Linked DNA regions of Rattus norvegicus: regions 2 and 3 are each linked to region 1. The links are chromatin contacts, called in public Hi-C maps. All regions are on one chromosome and are shown on one strand. The core of a region is the stretch at or near the end of the contact, and the rest is flanking DNA. Distances in the headings are between cores, read along the strand shown. Region 1 holds the start of Nfia (nuclear factor I/A). Region 2 has its middle 82 kb from the start of Rps18l5. Region 3 overlaps Nfia (nuclear factor I/A).

The links. Hi-C and Micro-C count contacts between places; a contact is called where the count stands out from the background.
Region 2: a contact with region 1 is called in a Hi-C map of the A7r5 cell line, with 2.3 times the contacts expected there. The contact joins the enhancer-like site here to the promoter of Nfia in region 1. A contact is called at or near these places in 1 of 12 Hi-C or Micro-C datasets (the A7r5 cell line) and 1 of 1 datasets of contacts at active chromatin or transcription factors (oligodendrocytes).
Region 3: a Hi-C map of the A7r5 cell line shows a contact between it and region 1, with 3 times the contacts expected there. The contact joins the enhancer-like site here to the promoter of Nfia in region 1. A contact is called at or near these places in 2 of 12 Hi-C or Micro-C datasets (the A7r5 cell line and mammary epithelial cells) and 1 of 1 datasets of contacts at active chromatin or transcription factors (oligodendrocytes).

The regions. Positions count from the first base shown.
Region 1 is chr5:117,554,633-117,559,199 of GRCr8, forward strand. Nfia (nuclear factor I/A) reads left to right here and starts at 2,648. Exons shown (of 11, transcript NM_012988.2): 1 at 2,648-2,829. The coding sequence starts at 2,803. LOC120103114 (a long non-coding RNA gene) reads right to left here. Exons shown (of 3, transcript XR_010066547.1): 1 at 3,287-4,567.
Region 2 is chr5:118,028,141-118,032,707 of GRCr8, forward strand. No RefSeq gene overlaps it. Among named protein-coding and RNA genes, the nearest start is that of Rps18l5, 82 kb to the right of the region's middle. Within about 2 kb of position 1,906, at least 36 of the 93 cell types and tissues checked have an H3K27ac peak or open chromatin away from gene starts, as enhancers often do. A contact at or near this core is called in the A7r5 cell line, where this site is marked.
Region 3 is chr5:117,885,082-117,889,648 of GRCr8, forward strand. The region is part of intron 10 of Nfia (nuclear factor I/A); the gene reads left to right. Among named protein-coding and RNA genes, the nearest start is that of Rps18l5, 230 kb to the right of the region's middle. Within about 2 kb of position 2,345, at least 53 of the 93 cell types and tissues checked have an H3K27ac peak or open chromatin away from gene starts, as enhancers often do. A contact at or near this core is called in the A7r5 cell line, where this site is marked.

The sequences.
Region 1 (4,567 bases), core at 1,398-3,897:
GTTGGAGAGAAAGTTACCAGAAGCCATTCTGTAACTGTAACTCTTCTACGGTATTTTTCTCAGTCTAGTTTGCAAAGGCTGTAGTTGGAACTGGGCTTTGTAGTGTTCCCCCGCCTTCTACCCTCCTCCGGAGCGGGGGAGGGAGCGGGAGCTGGCACAGATAGGAGAGAAAGCAGGAGCGGATGTGGAGGGCTTTGGTGCTGAACTTGGATCCAGCCCTTGCCTAGAGGGCGCAAACAATCGTCCCATATCCAAAAGTCTTACGAAGGGCGCCAAAAGTTACTTAAGATAATATTGCTAACCGCAGAATGCTGGAAATCGCCGGCACATCCACTGCTGCAACAAAAGAAGTTTCTAAAGTGGAAATATCAGCATTCAGTTACTTTCCCCCATTTAAAAAAAAAAGAAGACATGGCGACAGGCAGTTATTTAAAAAAAAAATCCCCTTGAGAATCAAAAGTAAAATTCTTTGCTGTTTTGAAAAGAGGCAGATGTGAAGTGTATCTATACACACACACACACAAAAATCCACTTTGGAAGAGAGCTTCCCCAGAGCACACACACGGGACAATAACTTGTCACTGTGCCTCAGTTACATGTTGGGTCCCTCAGCCAGAAACTTCTGTCGAGGAAACTTGGAGAGTCTTGAAGTTATAGATCCCAGCAAAGGGTTTCGTGGCCAGGAATGCTTCTCTAACTCCTCTTAGCTTGGAGGACACTTCTTCCTTACTGAAAGCCTCGAGGAACCAAGGAAAAGCAGTTGCTTAGTTTGGGAAAATGGACGTCCTAACTAAAGGTTGAAGTTATTTCCTTCAATCCTTAATATGTAATCGGAATAATATGTATTCCAAGAATATTCAAGAGCAGGGGGTGGGTGGGAAAGAATGGATTCTTGGGCATTAGCCCTAAACGGGCTAGAGAACAAACAAAACTTTAGACTGCCCGACGGTCTGCAGCAGAATTTTCTAGTAGCATTCTAACCCACCCAGGGGGAAAAAAAAATCTGAATGAAAGTGATCATACTCCCTCACTCTCTTCTGTCGGGTGGGCATGCATGTAGACTCTAGCCCTGTCACCTCTGCCAGGGAGCAGACTCCTGATCTGTGTGCCAGTGTCGGAATCTGGGGGAGTTTTAAAGAAGGGTTGGTAAATACAGAAGACTGCTGCAAAACTTCAGGAATGAAAGGAGGAGAAAATGGGAGTTTGGAGGAGACAGATATAGTTTTTCCCCCTCTAGGAGAAAAGAGAGTCTAATGAGAAAGTGTTAAGTTTTTTCTTTAAAAAAAAAAAAGAAAGAAGGAAGGAAGGAAGGAAGGAAAGAAGAAAAAGCTGGAAGAACAGGCTTGTTGGCAACGTGCCAAACCCTAAAACCGCCCCCCCTCGCCAAAACAATACTTTTAGCAAACCTAAAATAATTGCAGGAAGCTCTTTTCCATCTTGAGAACTCTTACCTGGGGGAGGGAAAAGTGGGGATCCAAACAAGGTACCCTTCTAGCGTGTGTCTGGGGAACAGGGGACTCAAATGTTAGCCCATGTCTAGTCCTGGGCTCCCATTTGGGGATACAAACATATCCCTTTTCTAAGGGGGTAACTCTTTCACGGTTTTCCTTCTCAGTTATACAGAAAAAATGTCCCAGCTAAACCACTGTTGTTTCTGACGTGACAGAACTTTTTTGGGCGTTTGTGTTCAAACCCACCAGCTCCTGAGTTCTGGAAGAGAAGAGCGGTCGCTCACGACTCTCCGCCTTCCTTTTTCCAGATTCCCCCCCCCCCCCGCAATCTGGGGACGCTTTGGGGTGATCTTACTAGTCCCCCGCACCCAGATTCTGACTGCTATGGGGCCGTAGCTGTAAAGTTAGTAGGCTTTTGTGCATATTACCTCTGCGGACGACACTATTCCCACAGAAAGCTTCGCAGGAGAGATTACAATGCTTTGAGCTTTACCGCATTTCAGAGGAAGGGGGGAAAAGTTACCTAGAAGGTCTGATTTTTACAAGAAATTTGCATACATGCAAATGTACCGCGCGCCCTTCTCTGAGGTTCCTAGGGAGCCCACCCGGCGGCCCACGGGGGTGCGGGGCGCCCGGACAAAGTTGCCCCAATCGTCTACCGACGTCCGCGGAGGGCTGCGGCGCGGGTGGGGGGATGGGGAGGAGGAAAAGTAGTTTTGTTTGCTTAAGCACATCCTGTGGCAGCCTATAGCCGCCCGGAGGACACGCTGAAAACCGCTCCGCGCCGCGTTCCCGGGACCGCGCCGAGCGGGGCGGGGGCGGGGGCCGCGGGAGGCAGCGAGCGCGGAGCAAGCGGCGGGCGGGCGGCCGTGCAGACTGGGGACCGGTGTCAGCGCCGCAGCCGCCCCTCCCCCACCCGGCTCCCCCCACCCCACCCCACCCCATCCCCCCCACCCCCACCCCCCCGCGGCGGCGGCGCGAGCGGGCGGCGGCCGTGCGGTGCGGTGCAGAACGCGGCGCAGGCGGGCGCGCGGGCAGCTCGCGGGCACCCGGCCGGCCGGCGCGGGAGCGGGAAAGGGTGCGCTATGCCTTTAACGCCCGCGTACAGTAGACAGTATAGTGGAGTGTAGGGAAACTCTAGGCGGGGTTAAAGTTCAGCGCGTGGAGCGGCAAGAGCGCTGGCTGCTGCAGTTGAGCCGAGTTGGAAATGTGAACGCAAGAAGCAGGCTTGATTTTTTTTTCCTCCCCCCTCTCCTAGCTCTCTCCTCCTCTCTCTCCCTCTCGCACCCACACTCACGCACACCTCCAGCCCGCACACAGACGTGCACGCACCCCCCGCCGCCCGGCAGTTATGTATTCTCCGCTCTGTCTCACCCAGGTAAGCAGCTGCGGGGGCGCGGGGCGGCCGTGTGCCTCGGCGGGAGTCGTGTCTGCGCGTGTTTCTGTGTGTGCGCGCGCGTGTGCGGGGGGGTGGGGGGCTGCAGCTTTAAGAAAGTAACTTTGTTTCCATGCGGGTGCATTCCTCCGGCTCGGCCATTTGTGTGGGCACATGGCTAATGGCGCCCTCTTATTAATGCGTTAATTAATATCGGGGCGCCGGACTGCGGAGCGCCGGGTCTTGCGGGAGCCCCGCACGTGTGTCCGCCGCTGCAGCCCCTGACACGCTGCAATCTGGACTCGGTGTCTGCGGCGCGGAGCGCGGTGCCCGCGATTCCTCCGCTCCAGGGAGGGGCGGCTGAGCCCCGCAAACCCCGCACGCCGGCTGCACCCTGGCGCTCTGGCTGCCAGTGTCCTCCCGCGCCGCCGCGCCCCCCGCCGACGCCCCGAACTCTTACTTTTGTTTTGTGCCAGCTTTGCGGGCCGGCCCGGGCAGCGCCCCTCGGACGCGGCGGGCGGTGCGAGCCTTCGCCCGTGGGCTGCGTAGACTCACGCCCGGCGCCGGCCCAGGACCTTGTTGTCCCTCGCCTCCAGCCCGCGACCCCCAGGCGAAAGTTTAAGGATCCGGCGAGCCCACGCCGCGCAGGCCAGAGAGCCGCCGAGGCCGCGGGTCGGGCCGGGCTGGGCCGCTGCGGGCGGAGTGGGGCTCCGGCTCGAGGGCGAGCGGCGGCCAGGGCCGGAGTCGGCTGCTCCGCCGCCGCCGCCGCCTAGGCAAGCCCCAGGCGGCTCAGCAAGCAGGACCCGGCAACTTTCCGTGCAGCCCCACTCGCAGCGTGGGGCCTGGCGCCCCTCCGCCTGCCCCTCTTGCCCGAGCCTCCCAGCCCATCCCTCCCGGTCTAGTCTGCACCAGCAGTAAGGAAACACTGCTATTTTGCGGCTCCGGATCTAGTCCCGTTTGAATATATTATTTATTTTCTCTGACTAAAAGGCATAAAGTCAGAGTGATTTGCGCTAATTTTTTCTCTTTAAGCACGAGTCTTTATATGGGTTTAAACCATTGCACCCTGACCAGCAGTCACCTACATGAAGTTATATGCTTCTTCACGACTCCCTCAAAACCCTGCTACCACTGTGCCTTCAATGAGCTGGAGTAACGGTTTACCGGGAATACTTTGGAAGGCTGGACGTATCAGTAGCTTTTCCTCTCCACTGTAGATTCGGATTTATTTCCCATATGACTTCCCTTCTTACTGCAGTATCTAACAGTAATAACACTGGCTATTTGATCTCAGAAGACTCTTAAATGCATCTTTTATGTGGAGATGGTCTGTTTGGGATTTAGGCCTCACATTAATAATGGATAGCAGTTGTTTTAGTTATTGTAAAAGTCCACCCCTCCCCGCAACTTCCAAAGTTACTATTTTAGTAACTTGTGGAAGAATGGAATGAAACTTCTCCAACCACTTCTGGCAAGGTTCACAATTGCATATGGATAAGATGCAAAGTGTAAGATAATTTGAATGAATTATAGTCTGCAGTGAAAGTGCTGAGATTCGAAGGGTGAAATTCTAGCTGGCAAAAGTTTGCAACACATAGGACTTGTAGGTAATACCAGCATGCTGCAATGGCGAGAAAGACCCTCATGGATACAGCGTTGTCTTCTTGAGCGAGATTTGAAAAGATCAAAGTTCTGGTCTGGGGTTGTGTATTTCAGGAGCATACCTGCGAATCCATGCAGG
Region 2 (4,567 bases), core at 656-3,155, 470 kb after region 1:
CCATCAAGTCTGACTACAAATGTTGACAAGGACGTAAGGAAAGGGAAACCCTTATTCATTGCTGGTGTGGTGCAAATTAATATAGCCACTATGGAAATCAATATAGAGAATCCTCAAAAAAAAATAAAAATATAACACCATATGATCCATTATCCCACTCCTGGGCATAGATCCAGGGAACTCTATACCCTGCCATTGAGATGTTGGCATATCTGTTTATTGCTGCTTTATTCATGATAGCAAGGAATGGGAACAAGCTAGATATCCATCAACAGATGAATAGTTAATAAAAACCCGGCCAAGCCTAGAATAAAATTATTCATCTCTAAAGAAATTGAAATTTGCAGGGACATGGATGGACTTAGAATGCATAATATTAAACAAGGTCACCTGACCTAGAAAGGAAAAAAAGTTCTCTCTCATAGGTAGATCCTAACCTATAACATATACATACATGTATGTAAACAAACATACGTGTAGTACAGGATAACATATAGGAAGGAGACCTTCCAAGGCTGATAGAAGATGAGGAGGAAGCAGGAGTCCTTCAAAAGGATGGAAACTGTTTGCTTGTTTGCTTGTTTGTTTTTAGTTTTAATTCTACTCTGGTTCTCTCCCTCACTCTCCCACCTCTCCATAGCTTCAAAAAAAAACTTTGACAATGAAATGTCTAATTGTATAACCCTAAGCAAAAGCCCCATTTCCAAATGGCCATGCTAACTATATTAAAGTTCTTTGAGGCATCCAGAATTTGGATTGGGCAAGTGTGTTCTTGAGTGTCAACCTTGTTTTTGTGTGTCCACTAAAAGAGATTTTATTTAGAAAGGAGGACGAGATTGCAGTTGGTGCCCTACCACCTAGACAGCTAAGGAGAGTGAAGAGAGTCCATTTTACCACCCATGCTGCCTTGTGTCTTAGGCAACCTCCAGACCAAGGAATAATAATTGTGAGAGCATTTCCATCTTCGCTGAACTCTCTTGTATCAAAGGGGATCCCCACTGCTCGGCCAACACCTTCCAGTTGCCTTTCACTCCACCTGAGTCCTAAAGCTCACTCACACTATGGCTCCCTCCTCCTGCTTGCCCTCCTCAGATGTCTGTGGTCTCCCAAACCCTTCACACATAAGCACAACTTTTCCCCCCAGCTGCTGCTCCTCCCACCTGACTTTATTCCTCCTGTGGCTGGTAACTCTCTCTTCCCTCCTGAAGTAAATCTCTTTCACCTTTCTGGCCCCTGTTCCAATCACCACCACTGTATTTTTATATTTGTGGCAGAAGTTTAATAGGTGGGGATGCAGGGGACTTCTTTGCAGCCGCCAGAATGCCCCAGAGAAAGATTTGTTTCCTTGTGGTCTAAGCAGCAACTGCTTCTAGGCCTGGTGGCCAAGTTTCTTTCTGATAGCTCCCACATTTTAGAGCACCTCTCACTCTAAAAGCCTAAAACCGGCATCATCAAAGTTTTGTAGAACTCCATCTTCTCTAATTTCCAATTTGTCCATAGCAAAACTAACCCTGTATCCTGCAAGGTGTCCAGCTACAAGAACACTGTTTGTTTTTTTTAATGCCATCTTCCCCTTGGTATTTCCCATAGGGCAAGGGCCCTGGTCCAGAAAATGGAATGGATTCACATGTTATTATACTTAATATTTATTAAAATAAATTTGAACATGCATAAATTTCCTAAAGCATTTTTAGTCCTGGAACCATGAGGCAAGTCATGAAACCTATAGCGTACACAGCCGCCATGCAAGGGGGTCACCAGAAAGCCCTTCTCGCAGAACGTTTGCCAAGAATATTGGGGAGAAAAAGGCCTTCGTTTTTTCCTTTACTTCGACTCAGACTCAACCCAGAGCCCATTCTGGCATCTGAAGAGTTAATCTGCTGCCATCTAGTGGCTCTCGGCCAATGTGCAGCACACTCAACTCTCAGGAGACTGATGTGGTTGACTCGATTGGAGGTGGGGTTCCTAGATGTAGGGGCGGGTCTCGTCCGTCCGTCTCAGAGGATACTGATGGAGCCTTTTTTGAAAATCAATCTGTCTCTGTGTGTCTCTCTGTGTCTCTGTGTGTGTGTCTGTGTCCGTGTGTGTGTGTGTGTGTGTGTGTGTGTGTGTCTGTCTGTCTGTCTGTCTGTCTCTGTCTCTGTCTCTGTCTCTCTCTGTCTCTCTCCCACCCCACCCCGTCTCTTCCCCCTCTCTGTCTCTCCACCCACCCACCCACCCCACCCCCCTTCTCTGAGGCAAATAGGGCCTGTTTCCTGCCGACCTGAAGCAGCGCAGTGATGCAGGCTGGGATCTCTTGCAAGTTTTCCGCTGTGGGGTGCCGCAACAGCTGTGACCCTTTCTTGATTTTGATGTAGACTTCAAGGGCGCCGTCCCCAGCAGGGGAACATTTTTACCTCAGGAGCCTATTCACTTTGGTAGCCTTGGCAGGGAAAGTTCCAGAAGCTTTGATTACACAAATACCTCTGCTAGGTACAGGCTCGGTCTTGGCAACCTGGGGAGAGAGAATGTGCACGTAGGCTGATTAAACCAAACGACCTGTTTCCTTTGCCGGGGCTGGGGGCTGGGGGTCTTCAGCTTGGAAATGATGTTTTTCCTTAGCTGCGTTGCCTGGAGACTTGGAGGGTTTAATTAGGGCTGGGGAGGGTTTTTGGCTTCTGCAGCTGCCTTCTCTCCCCCAGGGTTGCAGAATGAGAATGTGTGTGTGTGTGTGTGTGTGTGTGTGTGTGTGTGTGTGTGTGTGTGTGTGTGTGTGTGTGTGTGTGTGATGTGCGAAACAGGGAGGGGGAGAGTGGGAAGGAGAGAGAGAGAGAGAGAGAGAGAGAGAGAGAGAGAGAGAGAGATTGGGAAGTGAAGTGAATTCAGTACTGAAAAGCATGTGTTTCCTTTGGGTTCTGTTGATTTCACTTAGTAACTTAACCTTCCAAACCACACTGAGACTCGGTGGATTCTGTGTCACACTCTGGAATCAGGACAGCCACTGGACGTTGTAACTTTCTTCCTTCCATCTAGGGCTGCACTTTGGAACTTGTCTAAACATTCCCAAGCAGGAACAGTGCCCTGGGTCAGTGTCTCTCTGACTGTGAGTTCCAAGGAAGAAGCAGGGAAGCCTAGGTTGGGAGAAAGCAGCCAATTATATAAAACCACAGTTTTCATCCTTCGTGATACAGTGTGCTGTGTTACTCCTCAGCAGAATTTTCTCACTTGCTTTTCTGTAGCATGTATATGGTTACAGTACTTATTTTTCAATAGTGTTCCGGTTATAAAAGGATTAAATACTTAAGTATAACCTCTCATGCCCAAAGCCAGACTTTCTAGCAGTGGTCAGGGAAGATTTGGCTGCTCTATCTCCTGTGTGGAGTGCCCACAAACAGACTAAAAATGTTTTTGCCACTTTCCCAGAGTAGCCTGGGCAGACTTTTCCTTGGGGTGGGAGGAGGGTAATAAGGGGAGAGTGTTCCCCTCGCTCCCTAGCTGCTGTTTCGCTGTCAATTTTAGCTGTGCCTTGACTTACAGATCCGTGGCTCCCATCTCTGCTTTCACATGCATAACCTTCCCTGTATGTCGCCGGGCCCAACTCTTACATTTGTGTACCTCACTGATACTGGCTTAAGGCATACTCCAACGCGCTGGGTCTAAATGGTCCCTGAAAGGACTGGTCTCTGAATGACAACGCATTCAGAAGTCCTTGAATTAAACATTCCACTTAGCTTTGAACAAGCAACATCAGCCTTCATGTTAGGCAAAGCACAGCTACATGTACTTGGTGCTCTGGTAGAACTCAAGAGAGAACACATTTTTTTTAAGATTTATTTTTGTTGCATGTGTCAAATCAGGCTGGATGGAGGCTACATGAAGGTTAAAGGAAGACGGGCCTCCCCAGAGACAGAATGTTCCCTTGAGTCAAAACAGCTGAAGGGCCACGGTCTCTGTAGAAGCGGAGTCTGCAGTGCACACATTGTACGCAGTGCCTCAGGTTTTTATTGACTAGAAAAGGGGGAACGTGGGGAATGGAAGATTCTCCAGTCGTCTCTAAGTGCTTGATACTATTGTCAGAATGTCTGTTGGCCCCCTTATTAGAAGCATCAGGAACCTCACAGCCCATAGGCTCATCACAGAAGTCAGCCTTCCAGCCCAGGGTCTCTCAGTCCACTTGAGGCGTTTAAGTCATTGCCCCTTCAGCATGTGTGTGAGCGTTTGCCTATGTGTACGTGTGTGCGGCACACATGCAGTGCCCTTGGAGGCCAGGAGAGAGTGTCAGATCCCCTAGAATTGAACTTGGAGACAGTTAGGATCCACCTAGTGAATGCTGGGAGCCAAGCCCAGGTCCTCTGGAAGAGCATCAAATGCTCTTACCACTGAGCCTCAGGAAGGAATGTTTAAGAGAAACAATCAAACTAATGAAATGCAACAATGTATATATACAACAAACGGAAATGATGGCCTTTGCAGTACTGACTACATTAATAGACTACACATGTGCACCCACACGTGCCATCCTCTCTGCTTAATAACCTTAATAACCTCTGCGGATAACCTGACGCACATATTTGGATCCCCCCAGCCT
Region 3 (4,567 bases), core at 1,095-3,594, 330 kb after region 1:
GTGTCCCTTGTGTGGCTGGTGGGGAGTGATGTGTTGGAGGGGGAGCTTCCTGTATTTTTGTATTTCCGTTTATGTGTGTAAATGTCCTTAAATAACCCACCTTGCCCGGAGAAGAAAGCTAAGCGTCACACCCAGTTCTGGGTTCCACATTAACAACCTCCTTCCGTGCAGTGTTAAACTTTGCCCCGAGGCCCTTTTGTTCAAGTTTTTAATTTGAAAAACAGATTTTGCCTCAGTGAGTCAGTCCTGCTCTTCACTGCGCTCTCTCTCTCTCTCTCTCTCTCTCTCTCTCTCTCTCTCTCTCTCTTTCTCTCTGCCCTTTCAAAGTGAAATATAAACATCTCAGATCTATTTCTTTTTTGTTTTTAAAAATGTATGCCCTGCCCTCTGAGCAGAAAGTAAAAGAAGTTGCATGTGTTGTAATATTGGCTGTGGACTGGGAGGGTGAGTCTTGGTTGCCCATCTCCAGTAGACTCAGGACCATCTCCACTTTGCAACTGTGCACAACCAAGGCACAAGAGAAGGACCAGCCTGCCACTGTCACGGTGCCTGCTGCCATCTCAGCCCTCTTGTTTAGGATGCAGTGGGATGAAGGCTGTTGATGGTTCGTAAATCCTGACTACTGTGAGCATTCCAGAATCCCCACAGAATGGGGCTGGAACTTTTCATGGAGCTGTAAATTAAGGGGCGAGAAGTGTGATAAAACTCCTAAGAGAACCGTGCTGCAATGGTTAAATGAAATTTTATAAGCGCGTTCGTTCAGCGCAGAGCTGTTTTGCATTACATGAGTTGAATACCTTAGAGACACCGCATCTGCAGGCACTTTATTAAATCCTGAGTCAGCACTTTCCAACCTGATGAGATTACTTCTCCATCTGACCGGCTAGGAGGAAAGCTGAGCTCTTGGCCTGCAGATTTCTTTTGATGTTTCACCTTGAACACTGAAAGAGGACAGGTCCCCCCTCCCGCCCCTGGTACATCCCAAACTATGGACGTTGAGAATGTAACGTGGCTAATTTCTTGAAACTAGAGCCTCCGTGGGAGTGTGGATTTATGGGCCACCAAATCAAACTGTAGTTGAATGTTCCTGTGGGGGTGGGGGGGGATAGATCAAAGCTCAGTGTTTACTTCCTCGATGTAAATGTATCAAGATAACATCCTCCCATGCAGTACTGTAATATTGCCACTCTGCAGATAAGGGACAGAGAGTCCTTTGTAGTGGCCTGGATACAGTAGGGCAGATTAAGGGCCTATAAAGTATGAAGGCAGAAGCCATATGAAACCCAAGCAGATGTCAGATGTGAGGATGATTTTCTGACTCTGCACCGATGAATTTTGTTTCATGTGCCAGTATTTCCCCCAATGACTTGATTCAACCCAAGAATTTCCCAGTCACCGACTCTTCTTTCTGCCCCAAGAAGAAAGGTGCAGAGTCATTCTTTAGTGAGTGTTCTCACACTTGCAACGTTTTCAAGTAATCGAAATTAAAAGGAAAATGCCACAAGAAAAAGAGTCTTTCCTGCTCTTGCCTTACCCATCTGATGCGATTGGCAGTTCACGGAAGCCTAAAGAAAGCCAGGGGCACCTCTGTGTGGGCGGTTGTCACATTGTCACCACCAGTGTCTTCAGCTACGAATGGACGGATCGAAACCTTGGCAAAACGGATTAATTTCTTATTGTTTACAACTGTTTCTCGGCTACATTTCTAAAGATCATTTACTAAGAGACCTCATTCAAAAAAATAGAAAGAAAGAAAGAAAAAAGAAAAGGAAAAAGAAAAAAAATGTTCGTGTGTGGTTCCCCCTAACTGACTTCCCATTCTGGAAGCCCTTGGTCAAGTAGCTGGGTTAATTGTCATGAAGATTAGTGTGATGTTGAAATAAGTACTAATGGTCAAATTACAGGAGTGAAAAGTGGGAGAATAGGTTTTGGTTTGGGCCTGAAAGGGTTAATTAACGTTTTTTCACGGGTTATTAAAGACCCCCAACCCCTGCCTTAGGAGTCATATTGACAGCCCACCACAGGGCAGCTCAGCTCCTCTATTGACATGTTGCTGGTCGGAGCACAATGGTCTCAGTATCTGCAAATCATTGCTAAAATCATCTCAAGGAAAAAAAAGTTCCCAAGCTTTACCATTAGACAAAAGCCCCGGAGTTGCAGCGCGCAGCTCAAAAACCCAGAGTCAGCACCTTCTATCGATTAAAAACTAACCTTTAAAGTAACTCTGAGAGCGTGTGGTTAGCATTTAAATTTAAACATGTCGTGAGTTGATTTGTGTTACTGAGTACCAACTCAGAAGGAGTAACATTCACAGTGCAGTTTTTTTTTCCTAACTCCCTTAAGCAGCTAAAGTATTTCATGAGATGTCAAAAGGGCAGAAAGGAAAGGGGGAGGGGCCAACTCGGGGCCTCATCGCTTTCTTTCCCAGGCAAATATTCACCCCCCCCCCAAAAGAAAAGTGTGGAGAGCGAAACACAATAATTAGTCCTTTGTCTAACTTTCTCGAATGCCAAAGAAAGACAGATTAATTAAATATACAACAGTGTTGGTTTTTGGAGTGGGGGTCTAGCTTGCTGGGTAGGTCATAAATTAGGCAGAATAAATACTTCAGTGTGTTTGCAGTGGGCCTGCTACGTCAGAGCCACTGGAAGGTTGGTGGGAGGAGAGTGGCGGGTTTCTTGCTAATGATAGTCACGTCTGGGTCTGTCTGGTTGCTAAGAGCAACCAGACATGATGTAACACCAGGATGAACTTGAACTTGGGGGACTTGAAAAGAGAACAATAGACCAGAGCAATCAATAAAGCCTATTTCAGTGAAGGGTTACAGAGCTGCTCTGGGGTAACCTTGTGGGTGAGGCACACACTGAATAGCAAGATGTGTGAAGAAACTTTTTTTTCCTTTGCTTTGGTTAGCTTTGCTTCGCCTTTTAACAGAAGTACGGGGGCGGGGGGGCACTGCTGATTTTTGTAGCGCCCTGGGTACAGAAACTATGGGACGGAAAACTGCTCCCCCTGGTGACTCACTGGGTCCCAGGCCTTTACTTCAGGACTGCCACACTGAAGAAGTCCGGAATTTCACAACTGCCTTCGAAAGCATGCAGACAGATTGAGAACAGCACTTGCCACTCAGTTTGAGACTGTTCTGTGTAAGAGCAGATATGGAAAATGGATCTGTGTCAGAGATCAGGAGAGACTTAAAACAAACATGGTTTGGAGATTGCTTCCGTCCCCTTTCTTTCTTACTGATCTTTTCTTTTGTCCACTTCGATTTAGGCCATGTGCCCTTAGCAGGGTGATTTCTTTTCCAGATATAAGCAGCTTTATTGGTCAGAGAGTAAAATCTACGAGTCTACAGGATGAGGAGTTTTGTGATTTGAGCTAAAGGTTTTTGTTTTGTTTTGTTTTGTTTTCTTATAAGCGCCTTTGGAAATCAAAGGTGCCTTGTGTGACCAGGAAATTTTACACCAACTTCCACGGAGCTATCATTTAGCCGTTTATCCCTGGGATCAAAGGAGTCCCGACTTTCCCCTAATTGAATCACCCCCACAAGAGTGAGCCTTAGCCCTCCAGAATCAGTTCTGACTGACGTAAACCCCCCTGATGTTTTCAATACAGAGCTCACAGCCATTAGCCTTGCCTAGAAGCTGGTAGGTTTTCTGACTCTTGCAAAAAGTACTGAATTCTTCAGAATACTTAGAAGAAAGCTGGGGAAAAAAGTCATACAATTTTTAGCTTCACTTGAGACATTAGTTTTGAGATTGCTCTGTAATAGCTCATTTTGTTGAGCGAACTTTCTTTGTTGACAAAGGATGCAGCAGACACAAAGGTAGTTACCTGGACATTTCTGAAAGGGACACAAGACTGGCTCCACAAGCTGGCAGAAAGCTCGAAGGCTTTTCTGAGTGAACAGAAACATAAATGAGGTCTACAGTGGTCTCATTTCCACCATGAACTTGACTTCATAAGGAGCCATCTTATTTATTACGTATCTTTTCTAAGAATATACTTGTGTATATATATTCAGTTGAAAGGAAGATGATTTGCCACCATAAATACTCCAGTCCGACTTCCCACCCACCATGTCACCAATGTGTTTGCCACCAGACCTTTCTGCTGTAACTGCTATCACGGGTCACCTACAGAATGCTGTGTTCGTAGGCTCGGCACCTGTCCTTAGTATCTACATCCCATTGAAAAGTGTGAGCGCTCCCAGGCATGGTGCTAGGTACTAATAAGATAGCCAGGTTCCTTGTCCTCCTATAATTGCTCACCACTAGGTTACAAAACCTAATGTGAATGCCATGTGGCCAGAAAGTCCTCACTTAGTAAGATATACTCAAAACATTGGCAAAGCCCACAAAGGCAGTGAATTTTAATGTCAGAGGAGTAAGATAAATCTCCTTGGCTTGGGATTTACTATCATCTGTCTTTTGTTGTCCACAAGAACCACCCCCTCCTCAAGGTCAATTCTGATCCCATGGTTAAAAGAGCAACTTTCAAAAATAGTTTTACAAAATTGAACGTTGTTTGTGTTTGCTCACTGAGGACCACTGTGGGCCTTGCTTAT